Linked DNA regions of Mus musculus: region 1 is linked to region 2. A link is a contact called in public Micro-C data. All regions are on one chromosome and are shown on one strand. The core of a region is the stretch at or near the end of the contact, and the rest is flanking DNA. Distances in the headings are between cores, read along the strand shown. Region 1 overlaps 4930505A04Rik (RIKEN cDNA 4930505A04 gene). Region 2 overlaps Sptbn1 (spectrin beta, non-erythrocytic 1).

Region 1 (6,759 bases), core at 137-2,636, 310 kb after region 2:
GGGGTGAGAGAGGTAATTCTACCCTTTTATGCCAGAATTGAGCTTATCATGAGGCAATGCCTTCAAGGCCTAGGTCACATCTCTCAACACAGACAGCGACTTTTAAATTTCAATATACATTTTAGAGGAAACAAACTTTGAAACCATAACTGTAAGTGCCTTGAGGAAGTTTTCCTATATAAAGGTTATCAGGCATATACTTATATACTATATAAAGGTTATCAGGCATATGCTTATACCATATACTCTTTGTGGAGAAGAAGCTTATTTTGCTAATACTCGATAACTGGAAAAGTAACTTTGGGCAAGGGAACCATTAGGGAATGTCTTGGGCCTTGATGTTGTCTCCCAGAGTATAATGCAAGCAGAGATCTTGAGTTCACTTTAAAGAAAACTTCTGTAATTTCACAAGTATGAAGTATGATTGAATTAGGCCTCTGTAGTTAGATTGCTCCATGAACATGAAACATGGATGCGTGTTCTTCCCTCTTACTTTTCTGTTTTGGGCCTTCCTCCTCATATCTGCAAAGTGTGCTCTTGAGAACACATGTTCACGTATGAAGGATCCATGCCTTCTGATCCAGGTGTTTTCTTACAATACTCTATGACACCAATGAAACAGAGGCTTCTTGTCTCACTTATGTGGTTTTATCTCACTTTCAGGTGAAAAGCTAATAGAAAAAGTCACTGTTCCATGGCTCATTCTAGTGTTCATTGATTGACTTTGCCATGAAAATTAGTTTATGGCAAAATAAATCAAATAGGATAAGCAGCAGGGTATGATGGTTTGGTCTGGGCTTTGGAGAGTGTGCTCCATTTTGCAGGTTGTAAACGGAGTACTGCCTAAAAAAATTGTAACTATTTCTTTTTCTTATTCTGAGGCCTATCTCTTATTATGTCTGTCCAAGGACACTATTCTCTGGGGCTCCTTTTAAGGGTAATGCCTATATATTCTTGACAGCAACAGTCTCCCTAACTCTGACCTGGAGAGCTTCATGACTGTCGTCCTATGAACCCACTGGTCACACTTAGAAGTCATTCTAAGGAAATGACTCTTGTATATACCTATTAACCTATTAACAGGGACATAACTCACACTATGGAGGAGGTTGTTGTGATGTAGGCCTTTAATCTCAACTCTTAGGAGTCAGAGCCAGACAGGTCTCTGTGGGTTCAAGGATAGCTAGCCAGCCAGAGATAAGCAGCAATTTCCTGTCTAAAACCATCACCTCCACCACTACACCTATCACTACAACTACCATCACATCACTTCCACAACCACCTCCACCACCATCTCTACAATCACCACCTCCACCACCACTATCATCACATCCACCAATCCACCACCACCACCACCACCACCACCACCACCACCACCACCACCACCACCACATTCTGGGGATTCCCAAGGACATGGATTTCTGCCAAAACTTTACACAGACCATGGAATTTAATTTGTAGAGCTCAGTGGTTTAAAAAAAAAATGGAAGTTTTATCACAATGATTAGGCAGCCAAGGTCATGTGAGTTACAATGTTCTCAAGCTGGTATCTCATTGATACCAGGGATGTAGAAAATTTGCCTTTTAAAAGCAGCTCTTAAAGTCTCTTATGACAGTTACTTCTAAGCTGTGTTCTGTGGAACAACAGTTCTCTGATCTATTTATTAATAGATGTTATTCAGAAGAAGTTCCATGGACAAAGCTATCTTGGAAATGAATATTTTCAAGCAAATTCAAGCATGCTTATCTCAAGATTTCTCAAAACTAATATAAGCGGTGACTCTCTGAAAAAGGTATTTGGAAATAAACCTTTGACTTAACTTTGGAAATGTATTTTTTTCAAGGAGATGAACAATGGCTAGTGTTCTGAAACTATATGTTGGAAATATGTTTTAGTAAACATTAGAAAGAAGGGTCTCTGTGGGAGGGGTGGCAGGGGGCAGCATTGGAATGTAAATAAATAAATCAGTATTAAAAAAAGAAAGTACCTGAAGGGACCCTGGTTAGCTAAGAGTATGGCAAGCATAGCTCTGGCAGGCCACGCCCTCTTTCCCATCATTCCCTCTGTGTTTCTAAAAATTCTTAGATTAAATTCCTGAACCTAATCACCAAGGTCTATTCCCTTATTTGTCTACTTCCTCCTCTTGAAACTGACTACCAGCTATCAAAGTCTTTGAAGTCCAGCAATTAAAAGACCCCTTTGGCTGCCCTAATTAACATGCCTAATCAAAATTAAATACCTCACGCACACACAGGGTTTTCCCCCTTGTACCTTTATAAAACCACCCTTTGCCTATGGGCCACATCTGTCTCCTATCTATCCAGAGGCAGTCCTTTGTCCCTTGGGACAAATACCTCTCCTCCCTCTTGTTTTTTTCCCCTTCTCACTCATGCTCTATCTCCTGTCTTTGACTCTTATTCCCTGACCTCTTTTTTGCTGGGGCAAATGAATCTTCTTTGTACTAAGTACTTGGTCTTGGAGGTCAAGGGCTGATAATTTTGCTTTTAGTACCAATTGTTCCTGTTAGATTAGCCTTTAACAAAATTAAACAAACAGCAGCAGCAGAAAACTAGCTTTACTTTTTCTAGCACCCAAATTTTATGACATTAGGTAGAAATGCATATATGATCATTTCATTTTTAAAAAAATCTTGTAAACCAATAAAACTAAAAGCCAGGTGTGGGAACACACTCCTGTGATTCCAGTACTCAGGAACCTGAGGAAGAAGGATTTCACGTTCAAGGCTTGGGCTACCTACATAGGAAGATACTACCCTACATAGGGGTCCTACCAGACTAACCAACCAACCAACCAACCAACCAACCAAAGAAAGCATATCTTGAGATCTCAGTGTACAATCATACCAGTAAACAGCAGTTAAAATATTTAGGCAGCTTAATTTTACTTTAAAGCCAGTATTACTATATTTTAAGTAAACTAACTTTTAAAAAGAAATGTCATCTTGAATAAAGGAACAAACTTTACACATGTGAAATAAAAATGAGCATTTTTTAGGTTCCTGGAAATGGAGGGCATTAGCAAGTTCATTGTTGCTTCCCTTTTATTTTTGAAATATGAATATTCCCTTCGCTGTGTACACCCATCCCTCTGTAACTGTGATGCATCTTGCTCATGTCTGTCCTACTCAGCTTCACACTTTCTTGGCCTGGCTCTCACTGGTTTAGTGAGTGTGTAACAACTGTCAGCTAGCCTTGCGGATGGCAGTGGCGAATTTTTGTTGTTGTTTTCCACAATATTTATGATATAAACTATAGTAAGTTATTTTGGATTAAATTTTCAAGCTTCTACCTTTCCATTTTCCGAACTAGTTTCACCCTCTTAGTGTCTCCACCGTGCAGAGAGATGACTTAGATACAAATCTGAACTAACACTTGTTCACTGTTAACAGAGGAATGGTAGATGGTGTTAGTATGGAGGGCCCCACAGACATTCTCCATTTAAATATGATGTGAAAGCAGAACTCCACCTAACCATCCATGGGAAAGTAATGGAACAGGGTGAGGTGTCTGAGACCATTCACATGACACACCTCTCCTTCCACAAAAGTCATACTGGAAAACACGTCTGTAAGAAAATGCAATGGCAGATTATGTTGTTCAGTTCCTAGACTCAACACTGTGTTAGGTCTCCTACTTTAGAATCCAGCTGTAAGTAGGATACAGTGATATCCTCAGGCCCACAGCTGTGCAGATCAGCAGGATGTGCTACTAAGAACAATTGCTTCTAACATGCTTCCTTTGTGAACCAAGAATGTTCAATATGGTAGTCACTTCCTCACTTAGGACCTTATTCATGTGACTTTCTCTGATCACCTATTTAGAACTACAACTCTGGGCCAGCAAGAGGGCTCAGAAAGTACATGCACTTGCCACTAAGTCTGATGACCCAAGTTTGCTCCCCACAGCACTGACACATGGAAGAGAATAGGTTCCTGTAAGACACACACACACACACACACACACACACACACACACACACACACACACAGAGAGAGAGAGAGAGAGAGAGAGAGAGAGAGAGAGAGAGAGAGAGTGAGTAACAAAATTAAAAGAAAAATAAGGTTGCAATTCTAGCACCAGCAGTCTTCCCCGTCCTCCATGCAAGCCCATGCCATTCAGCATCCTAATTAGTTTACTTCTGTTGCACATTCCTCCGTTAGAATATGAGCAGCCTAAGACCAGAGCATTTCCACCATTTATTTGACTCAGTGCTGAATCTCTAGCATCTAGAAAAGGACTTGACCAAAAGTATCTATTCACGCCTGCTGCATAACAGTTTCTTCAGAGACTAAACAGGAAACTCCTAGGGCAGGGAGGTATATAACTCATAATAGCTCCAGGAAGTCCCTGAAATTGATGAGATTCACTAGGTCCCTCCTGCCTGAGTAACTAATAAAGACTGAGGCGAGCCCCTTTCAGAAGGAAGGAAGCTGAGCTGCAAAACAACAGAACAAAACAAACAAAATACAAGACAAAAAAAAAATCAACCTCTGAGATCAGACCAGCTGCCTAGAAGAAGCAGAAATTAGCCTTGCTGACTGGAAGAGGATTAGACCCGAGTCACCTGGGAGGGACACTCTAACCTGTTGAGCTGCCTGCAGGCTGTGCACTATGTTCCAGGTTTTCTAATGGTATTTTGGTTTTTGGACTTTTTGGTTTTTGTTTGTTTTGTTTTGTTTTTAGCTGTCACCCCATGCTGGGGTGGACCTTGGTGATGAAGCTGTCTCTGAGTCTTTCCTGTAGTAAGCCCAACAGAACTCATCGATACACTAAGTTGGTTTTTCATGGGACCCTTACTGTGGTTTGTCATGAGATCCCTATCTGGGATGAGTAGATATGCATGCTGCATCTCCACAGGAAACATTTTGTCACACAACAAATCCTCACAATAAACTATCCTCACTCTATAGATAAGGAAGCTGAAGCTCATTTGACCAGAGTCATGAAAAATATACAGTGGCAGAGAAAGGGTGAAAAACCAAGAATGCAGCAGAGAACAGAACTGTAAATGCATTTTCCCCCCTGACAGGATTTTTTTAAAGCCACAAACTATATAAATTAATTTCTATGGCTCCCTAGAAAAGGATAAAACTATAGAAAACAGGTCAGTTTTGTAACTGTCATTCTGTAGCGAGAGAAAAGGTTGTGTACAAAGGAGCTCAGGGGAAGTTTGCAGGATGAAGGCAAAATTCCACAGTTGGCTTTGTGTGGCTGACATAAAAATTTTTGTGTGACACCTTTGGCAAATGGATAGGACTACATACTTGAATGGGTGAAATTTAAAGTGTAGACAGAAACATGTTCCTCTGATCAGCCAAATACATTTATGTCTTAATCTCTGAGCTTGTGAATAGTTGTGCCACATTGCAAAGGGGCATTGTTGGCAGGAATTTTGAGATGATTGGTAGGGTGGGTTATCCTGGAGTATAGGATGGGCCTACAGTGATTTCAAGGGTCCTTCTATGGGAAGGGCTTGAAAATTGTCCAGAGGAAAGAGGTGAAGGTGTGCTGCTGCTTGGAACTTCCAAGCTTCAGGACAGCCTGAGAGTAGACCTGTGTTTCTTTAAGCCAGTACTGAAGCTTATAACTGAAAACAGCAACAATAGGAGATGACTACAACTATCCAACAAATCTGACTCAAAAAATAATGTACTATATTTAGTATGGTAGATAGAGTGAGAGGAGCTTGGCTTACCCAATAGTCCTGGGCCAGAAAGAAGACTGTAATATCTGTTTACTATGTAACCACCCAGGAGTATTATCTATAAAATATTTTAAATAACATTTTATACAGATTGTAAAGATTAAAGAATATAATTTACATAAAATTTAACTTATTCCTAGCAGCTTATGTGCATTAAATAAGTGGAAGCTAGTCTTTTGTAGAAAGGCAGAATTTCTGAACACCATGGGAAGTACTATGTTTGCACATGACAGAAACACAACCCTACAGAGAATGCTGTTCAGCACAGCACTTACTGGCTACAGACTGATGCTCTAGAAACATTAGCTGGATTCTTCCTTCCATTCCCCTACCCACCCACAGAGAGCTTAGATGCCATAGTTCTCTGCTAAACCCTAGGTTACTGCTTTAACTACTTGTAACAACAGCAATACTCTGAGATGAGTCATGACCTTTAAATAGACTGTAATCAAATTGCCCTGCAAAACAGCTTCCGAATCTAATTCTACATTTATATATAGTAAACGTCGGTCCAACCTGCTTTTCTGGCCCTTTATTATCAATGTAGGGAACTGGCTCGTTGTATGTTCTTGCATTTGTGTGTATGAATTTAGCATAATTTACACGTCTTCTGTCCACACATGGTTTTGGGTGTTGTGTGCTTTTCCCAGGACTTTTTTCATTTTTGATTTCTACTTTTCTTTCAGCTACACACGCTATACCATCATCTTCTGTTTTATGCTGTCTGAAAAACATAAGTGGTAAATCATTTATCCCAATAAGCATCTCAGTAATTATAACTAAATGAAATAAGATATAGATATATTTCAAGCATTTGGTAGAGTTATGCTATTAAAATTTGAAATTGAGGTATCTTCTCACTCTAAATCCTGCAGCAATGAAAGGAATCTGTGTTAATAGTGATTATTATCGTGGCATACTAGTATACTGAACAAACTATCATTTTTTGAAGTAAAGAGTAATGACTTGATTGTGCTTATAAATCATGAAGTATTTATGCACATGGGTAGGTTACATGCTAATCTGAACATATC
Region 2 (6,293 bases), core at 593-3,092:
TAAACACTACTCTCATCCGTTACAAATCCCATCCCATTGCCATTAGGGATAAAAGCCTTCCAGCTCAAAAACTGTTCAATAAAGATGCTGCATCAGAAGAAACCAACAGGCACAGGGCTGTGGCACAACGGCATGAATCTAGGCTCAGAAGTGCCAGGGACAGAGGAGAAAGCACAAAAGAGCACTGCAGCCATTATCATCCAGTCCCACAGTAACCTGGACACATCTTACCACACCCCAGCTTCTGAGAGGCCACAAGGCAGACTTAAGCATTGGCTGGTTTGAAGGAGAGGAAATGATACAGCACTAAGATCTGAATTCTGGCTTCCTAGTCCCTGGCCTATGCTTACCACCACCCGCCATTTGCATATATGATCCTAGAACACTATCACTAATACACAGACCACTGAACATATTAACAATGAAAAAGAAAATCATGATTCTCTACATTGGTAAAAATCTAAATCACTGCGTCAGATCTGGGATATAAAATGGTTTCGTTTACAACTTTTCCATGGTGCTCATCTCATTTAGTAGTGAGCTAGCCAGCTTATGAGCACTGCGGCTTCAGTCTGGCTTTGCAGAAGAGTTCACTGGACAAAGAGCACTAGCGCACAACTCCCACAAAGAGAAGGTCTGACTGCGTCAGCTCTGGCCTCCCCTGCCTTCTTTTGGTCAAAAGTTACCTTCATTTCATCCATCCAGTCCATAATATAAAGCATTTCCTGGAATATCTTTTGCAATCCCAGGTTCATCTCAAGACGCTGCCTCCTGGCCCTGAGCAGTTCCAGCAAGTATTCCCAGAGCCGGATGACATTGTCCTTCCTCGCTGTGATGCGCTTGATGTCATGGTAGTTCTCGGCTTCAAGTTCCCTGGCCACAGCCACCACGGCCTGAACTCGTTCTTCATATGCAGCGATGTCTGTCTCAATGGCCTCGTGTTTTTTGGTAGCAGCCTCAACAGCGGGAAGGTCAAATCCAAAGTTGTCCTACAGAGAGACAGAACAAAAAGAAATATAAAGAAACGTAAGTCACTGAGCCGGGTGGGGGGAGCACAATACAGTGCGTAAGCTGACTTTGCCACTGGTTTCTCACTGCCCTTGGACCCTTGCAAACTTCTGGTTGAGTTCAGATGTGTTCCTAACAGTACTTAAGAAACTTCTCACTTTACAGAGGGCCTACCATCTGACTTAAGATACTGAAGTATGTTGGACTTTGTCAAGCCAAGGGAAAGAAAACTGCTCTTGTATTTCATGACCAGTGTCACGCCTTGAGAGGATGGTTGGTCAAATACTGAGGGGAAAAAAACCAGGGGAACTTTTACAGCTTACATGAATGTGAACAATTCAGTCACAGGCTCTGAACAAATTGCTCGAGCTCCTAAGTCTATGACAAGTTAGACAAACAGACAAGAAAGTATATCAGAAATTTTAAACATCCTTTGTGCAAATGGAAGTGATGGCTGGTCAGCAACGTCACAATACTGGATGTTGTTAAGTGTTGTCCTGAGCTCCAAGGCCTCTTGGAAAGAGCTAGTGTTGCTTGGCTACCTCAGAAACACTTGCATTAGTAATTCAGACAGAACCTGAGACACAAGACGCTGGTTTTCACTCAGCCATGTCTCCCTCATAGCTGCCTTGCGATCAAATCTTCGGGCGAGTTGTTCCAGTTTTTCCTGCCGTATGAGCTCATTCCGCAGAGCCAGTTCTCTCTCATGTTCTGCTTTTTCCAGTCTTTCCCAGGCCTGCAGTAGTATAAAAACAAAAAAACATGGTTTCCTGAAGCATTCAAGGAGCTGTCCTTGACTACAACAACAGCTAGTATTTGTCCAAAAGATCACAGGACTTGAAAGGGAAACAACATTTCCACCCTTGAGAAAAAGATATTTTTCTCCCTCCCTCAGCACAGTCTCATGGGAACACACTCTTGTGTTCAAAGGTCCTGCCATAAGCTTGGAAGCAAACACTTGCAGGATATGAGCAACACGACGACATCTTCTCAGCAGCTCTCATCACAGACAAGAAATGAACTGACTTTCACGCCACCCACAGCCACATTTTAAAAAGTGAACATGCCTGAATTTCTCTTTCAAAATCCTGACATTAAATTCATTCCCGAAAATGTCTTACTTAATTTTTTTTTAAAATCCAATCAATGAATGCTCAAAGGATTCTGGGTGCAAATGAACAGTTCTGTAGTTTTTCTAGTTTTCATTTGAAAATAATACCCACAGTACAAATCTCTACTTGCAGGCTTGCGAGACACAACAATGAAAACAGCCGGTATGTATAACAACTCCTCTGACAGAGAGAAACAACATCTATGTTTATAACCCACAGACATTCCAAACACGTGGAATCAGACTTCCAGTTCCTCTCTATACAACAGGAGGACATCTGAGTTGAGTGCTTCACAAAGATGAGGACTAAACCGAGCATCTGCGTAACAAGGTAAACTGTGGGCCAAGGCTGTTGACAAAGTCTGACACTGCCTGCAGAGCTCCAGTGAACTGACCTATTACAACTCTTTGCTGGACCTTCTGCTATTCCCTGCCATCTACAGGGGGATGCTGGGAGTGACCCTGGCATTTTCTTGCCCCCCTAAAGTAATCAAGCAGAGAAAACCCCAAGGATAGGGGGGGGGCAACGCATGAGCGTGCAGGTCCGCTTCACCTTGTTGATGTCAGAGATGAGCTTCCCCTCGCGGGGCATGTAGACCTTCTGATTATTCGCTCGCATCTTGCTCTGAATTGTGAAAAGGAGCACCTCCAAATTCCCCTTCTCAGTAAACCTGAGGAGAGACAACCAGCCGTAAGCACTCCCGTGCCTTCTTCCTTCAAGACCAAAGGCTCACTTATTAGAGAAAAACGTACTTCATACAGTCACGGAATTCTAAAACCCTGTTCTGCAAAATCTGTACACTGGGGCAGCAGCAGGCTAGTCAATGGGTGTTTATGGACCTGGGAACTGCAGCATTGCTTTGCGGCTGCTTGTTGTTGCTAGGACTGATGTTTGAGAACATCAAGGAACAGAGTATTCTTACTAGTAACCTCAACCATGGTTTAAACCTTGTGCTCTAGACCAGTGGTTCTCAACCTGTGGGTCATGACCCTTTGGGGGACTGAAAGACCTTTTCATAGGGGTCACATATCAGATCTCCTGCACATTCGACTCTGTATTATGATTCACAAGGGTAGCAAAATTACAGTTATGAAGTAGCAATGAAGACAGCTTTATGGCTGGGGGTCCCCCACAACAGGAGGACTTGTACTCAAGGGTCTCAGCATTAGGAAGGATGAGAACTACTGTCCTGGGCAATGGACTTAATTCAGAAAGGTGGATGAACAAGCCAGCAAATGTCTAATCTAAATTTTCAGTTGGTTTCAAAGACCTCCCTCACCAAAGAATTTACAACTGAATTTTCACAAGAAATGAAAGGACTTACTTTGGAAGTATAGTAAACAAGGAAAAAAGTCCATAATTCTTACTTAATAATTATTTTAAAATACTAAACTCAAAAATTAAATTAGGGGGTTGGAGAGACGGTTTAACATGTCCGGGCTGTACAAGTGTAAGGAGTACAGATAGATCTCTAGCACCAGCATTAAAAGCTGCCGCAACTATGCTGGTGATAGTGGGAGGATGACTGCTAGCACTTTCAGGTGTGTCGAGAGAGCCTGTCTCAAGTTAGTAAGGACACCAGACACACTTCTCTGGTCTCTGAGCTTGAACACAGTTGTGCATTTCCAAACATATACAGGTGCATACATCACATACATTTGAAGAAAAGAAAAAAAAATTACCTTTCTTAGGTAGCAAAACTCTATCTCAACTGATAGGCAATGATTAACTGTCTTTACCTAACACAGTATTAATGTCAGCATATGCTTGATTACAGGATATTTTATCGGATCTGTCCAGGGTCTTATAACATATACTATGTATCAATATATACCCTAACTTTTCTTCTATTTTTCTTTTGAGGAATGCTCCTGCAATGTAGTCTGAATTAATCCTGAACTCAGGATCGTCCTGAAGTGCCCCAAGTATTGCAATTTCAGGTGTGTGCTACCACACCTGGCTGGCTTCACTGTGTTGCTTTTCTAGAATCTACAGAGCACTGCATGCCAGGGCTTTGAGAAGGGACTGAGGACCTGTGTTCTTCTTCGGCTCACACATATCCTGAATGTCAACGGTCCAGTCTACTAGATAGGGCTCAGGGGAATCATGGTGTGTAACAAGTCTCAGCAACTACAAATCAGGCAAGAAGGAAAACAGGCTACTAGGAGGGACACTGAGTTAACAGTGGAAATCGCCAACGTTACAAACAGGTGTCTTTGGGCTGCTGCACGTCTGCTCCCATACTAACGACCATACATTACACGCTGCCTCTTACTTAGGTGGTTTCTCCACTGTGCGGTACGTGTTGAATGCCTGGAGCTGCTGCTGGACCCCAACCAGTGAATTAGCAAATTTGCGGTTGTTTAGGATGATGATGGTTTGTTCAATCCACTCCAGAAGGTCAGAAGCAAGTGACTCGTACTTCTCAATCATTTTCTCTGTTTCTATAGCATTATCAAGCACCTGAAAGGAAGGGTTAGAAAACCAATACCCAGGTGTCACCAGTCAAGGAACACATGCTACTAACATATTCATTCTCTCTCTCTCTCTCTCTCTCTCTCTCTCTATCTCTCTCTCTCTCTCACACACACACACACACACACACACACACGAGCAATGGCCAGCTTTTCTGTGGTTCTGTTTCTTGACAGAGCATTTTAACTTAAGTGCAAAAAGGCATGCAATCTAGGCCTATTACCTGTGAGCAGTGGCAGCCTAACTCAACTGGAACTGGTTCTGAAGCCACCCAACCCCCCCAGGATAAGACTATGATGGTTTCTGTAATTGCTACAAAAGCAAAAAGATTTCTGGATTGGGGGACAGGGAACAAAACAAAACAAGCAAAAACAAGCCAGTGAACTCTGCCTACATGAGATGAAGAAGTCCTAAGTCTAAGGCTTTTAAAAATCATGGTCTGTAGGATTTCCTGACCAGGGTGAAGCCAATTTAGTTAGATTTTAAACAGTGGATTTCCAGTGAAGGATGACAGGAGGCTTGTGTCTGAGATCTCTTCTCAGTTCCTTTCCAGAGATCCCCACCATCATTCTGCTTCTCACTACCTTTGGGAAGACAATGGTTCTACTACTATTAAGTACTGCTTGCTACTGGCCAAAGTGGAGCCCATAGAAGAACAAGGGCTCAGAAGCAGTGCAGGAGGTGTGCTCTGATGTGTGTAAGGAGCTCACCTTTCCAATGCGCTTTCCTTCGACAGCCAAGGCCTTCATCTTGGAGAAGTAGTGGTAGTAAGTCACCACGTATGTGATGATAGACTTCTCATCAGGGTGGTCCACACTGATATCTGTAACCAGAGGGGTTCAGTCAGAGTGCTACACGTCATGCCGCCGCCAGGGCAGCAAAAGCAGCTACGACATCCAGCATCCCTTAACCATCCAGCAACTCCTTAGTGTTTGAAAATTCTGCCATCACACAGTTAATTCCCCAACAGGGAAGACAGCACACCAGATTCATTTAGCACATGGATATCCACAAATGCCTCTGCAGAAGGCCAGCTTGTTTCCTCACCTTATTCTCAACCCCTAAAACCAAACTGGGCTGTGGTCAGACACCACAGCTCAGCCCATGGCACACACATCTTGGGACAACTTTTGTCTCCTTTTACCTGAATCCAGGTAGTGACAGATTTTAATGTCACACTCTCCTGTTCACATAAACAAACTTAAAACAATGGCTTCCTCAATGGGATTCTCTGTTGCCCCACTCAACCCAGGCTGGCCCTCAGAAGCATGAACACAAAATGCCCTTTAGCGTGAGCACAGTTCCTTCAGTTCTTTTATCAGGCTTTTTCTAAGTGCCATGCGTTATTCCAGATGTTTCTAATTCCATAGGAGGATATGCTTCTTCACTCATATATGCCCTGTATGTCCAATACTTCCATATTCCTTACAACCAGCCTTTGCCTGAAAGGGCCTTCTCCCACTCACATTTACTACTGGCTCAAAAGGAGCAGCTCAAGAGCTACAACCCCAATACATGCACTTCTTATTCCTGTAGTTAAATTACTTTCTTCTTCCTGCCTTGGGACTCTGTATAAATGGATACATAGTCTACTTTCTGCAAGATATAATTTACTCATATGTTTTTGCTTTTAAGCCTTAATCCTAAAGGGTCAAGACTCTATTGTAGGATTCCTATACCACTCCACCTTCCAAATTC

The links. A called contact is a pair of places that touch in the nucleus more often than the background predicts.
Region 1: a Micro-C map of granulosa cells shows a contact between it and region 2, with 3 times the contacts expected there. The contact joins two enhancer-like sites.

The regions. Positions count from the first base shown.
Region 1 is chr11:30,448,430-30,455,188 of GRCm38.p6, forward strand. It overlaps 4930505A04Rik (RIKEN cDNA 4930505A04 gene), which reads right to left. Exons shown (of 5, transcript NM_001100394.1): 2 at 6,242-6,449. Among named protein-coding and RNA genes, the nearest start is that of 4930505A04Rik, 20 kb to the right of the region's middle. Within about 2 kb of position 1,387, at least 6 of the 459 cell types and tissues checked have an H3K27ac peak or open chromatin away from gene starts, as enhancers often do. A contact at or near this core is called in granulosa cells, where this site is marked.
Region 2 is chr11:30,141,434-30,147,726 of GRCm38.p6, forward strand. It overlaps Sptbn1 (spectrin beta, non-erythrocytic 1), which reads right to left. Exons shown (of 35, transcript NM_175836.2): 7 at 5,306-5,418; 8 at 4,396-4,583; 9 at 2,673-2,790; 10 at 1,586-1,744; 11 at 687-989. Among named protein-coding and RNA genes, the nearest start is that of Sptbn1, 75 kb to the right of the region's middle. Within about 2 kb of position 1,843, at least 8 of the 459 cell types and tissues checked have an H3K27ac peak or open chromatin away from gene starts, as enhancers often do. A contact at or near this core is called in granulosa cells, where this site is marked.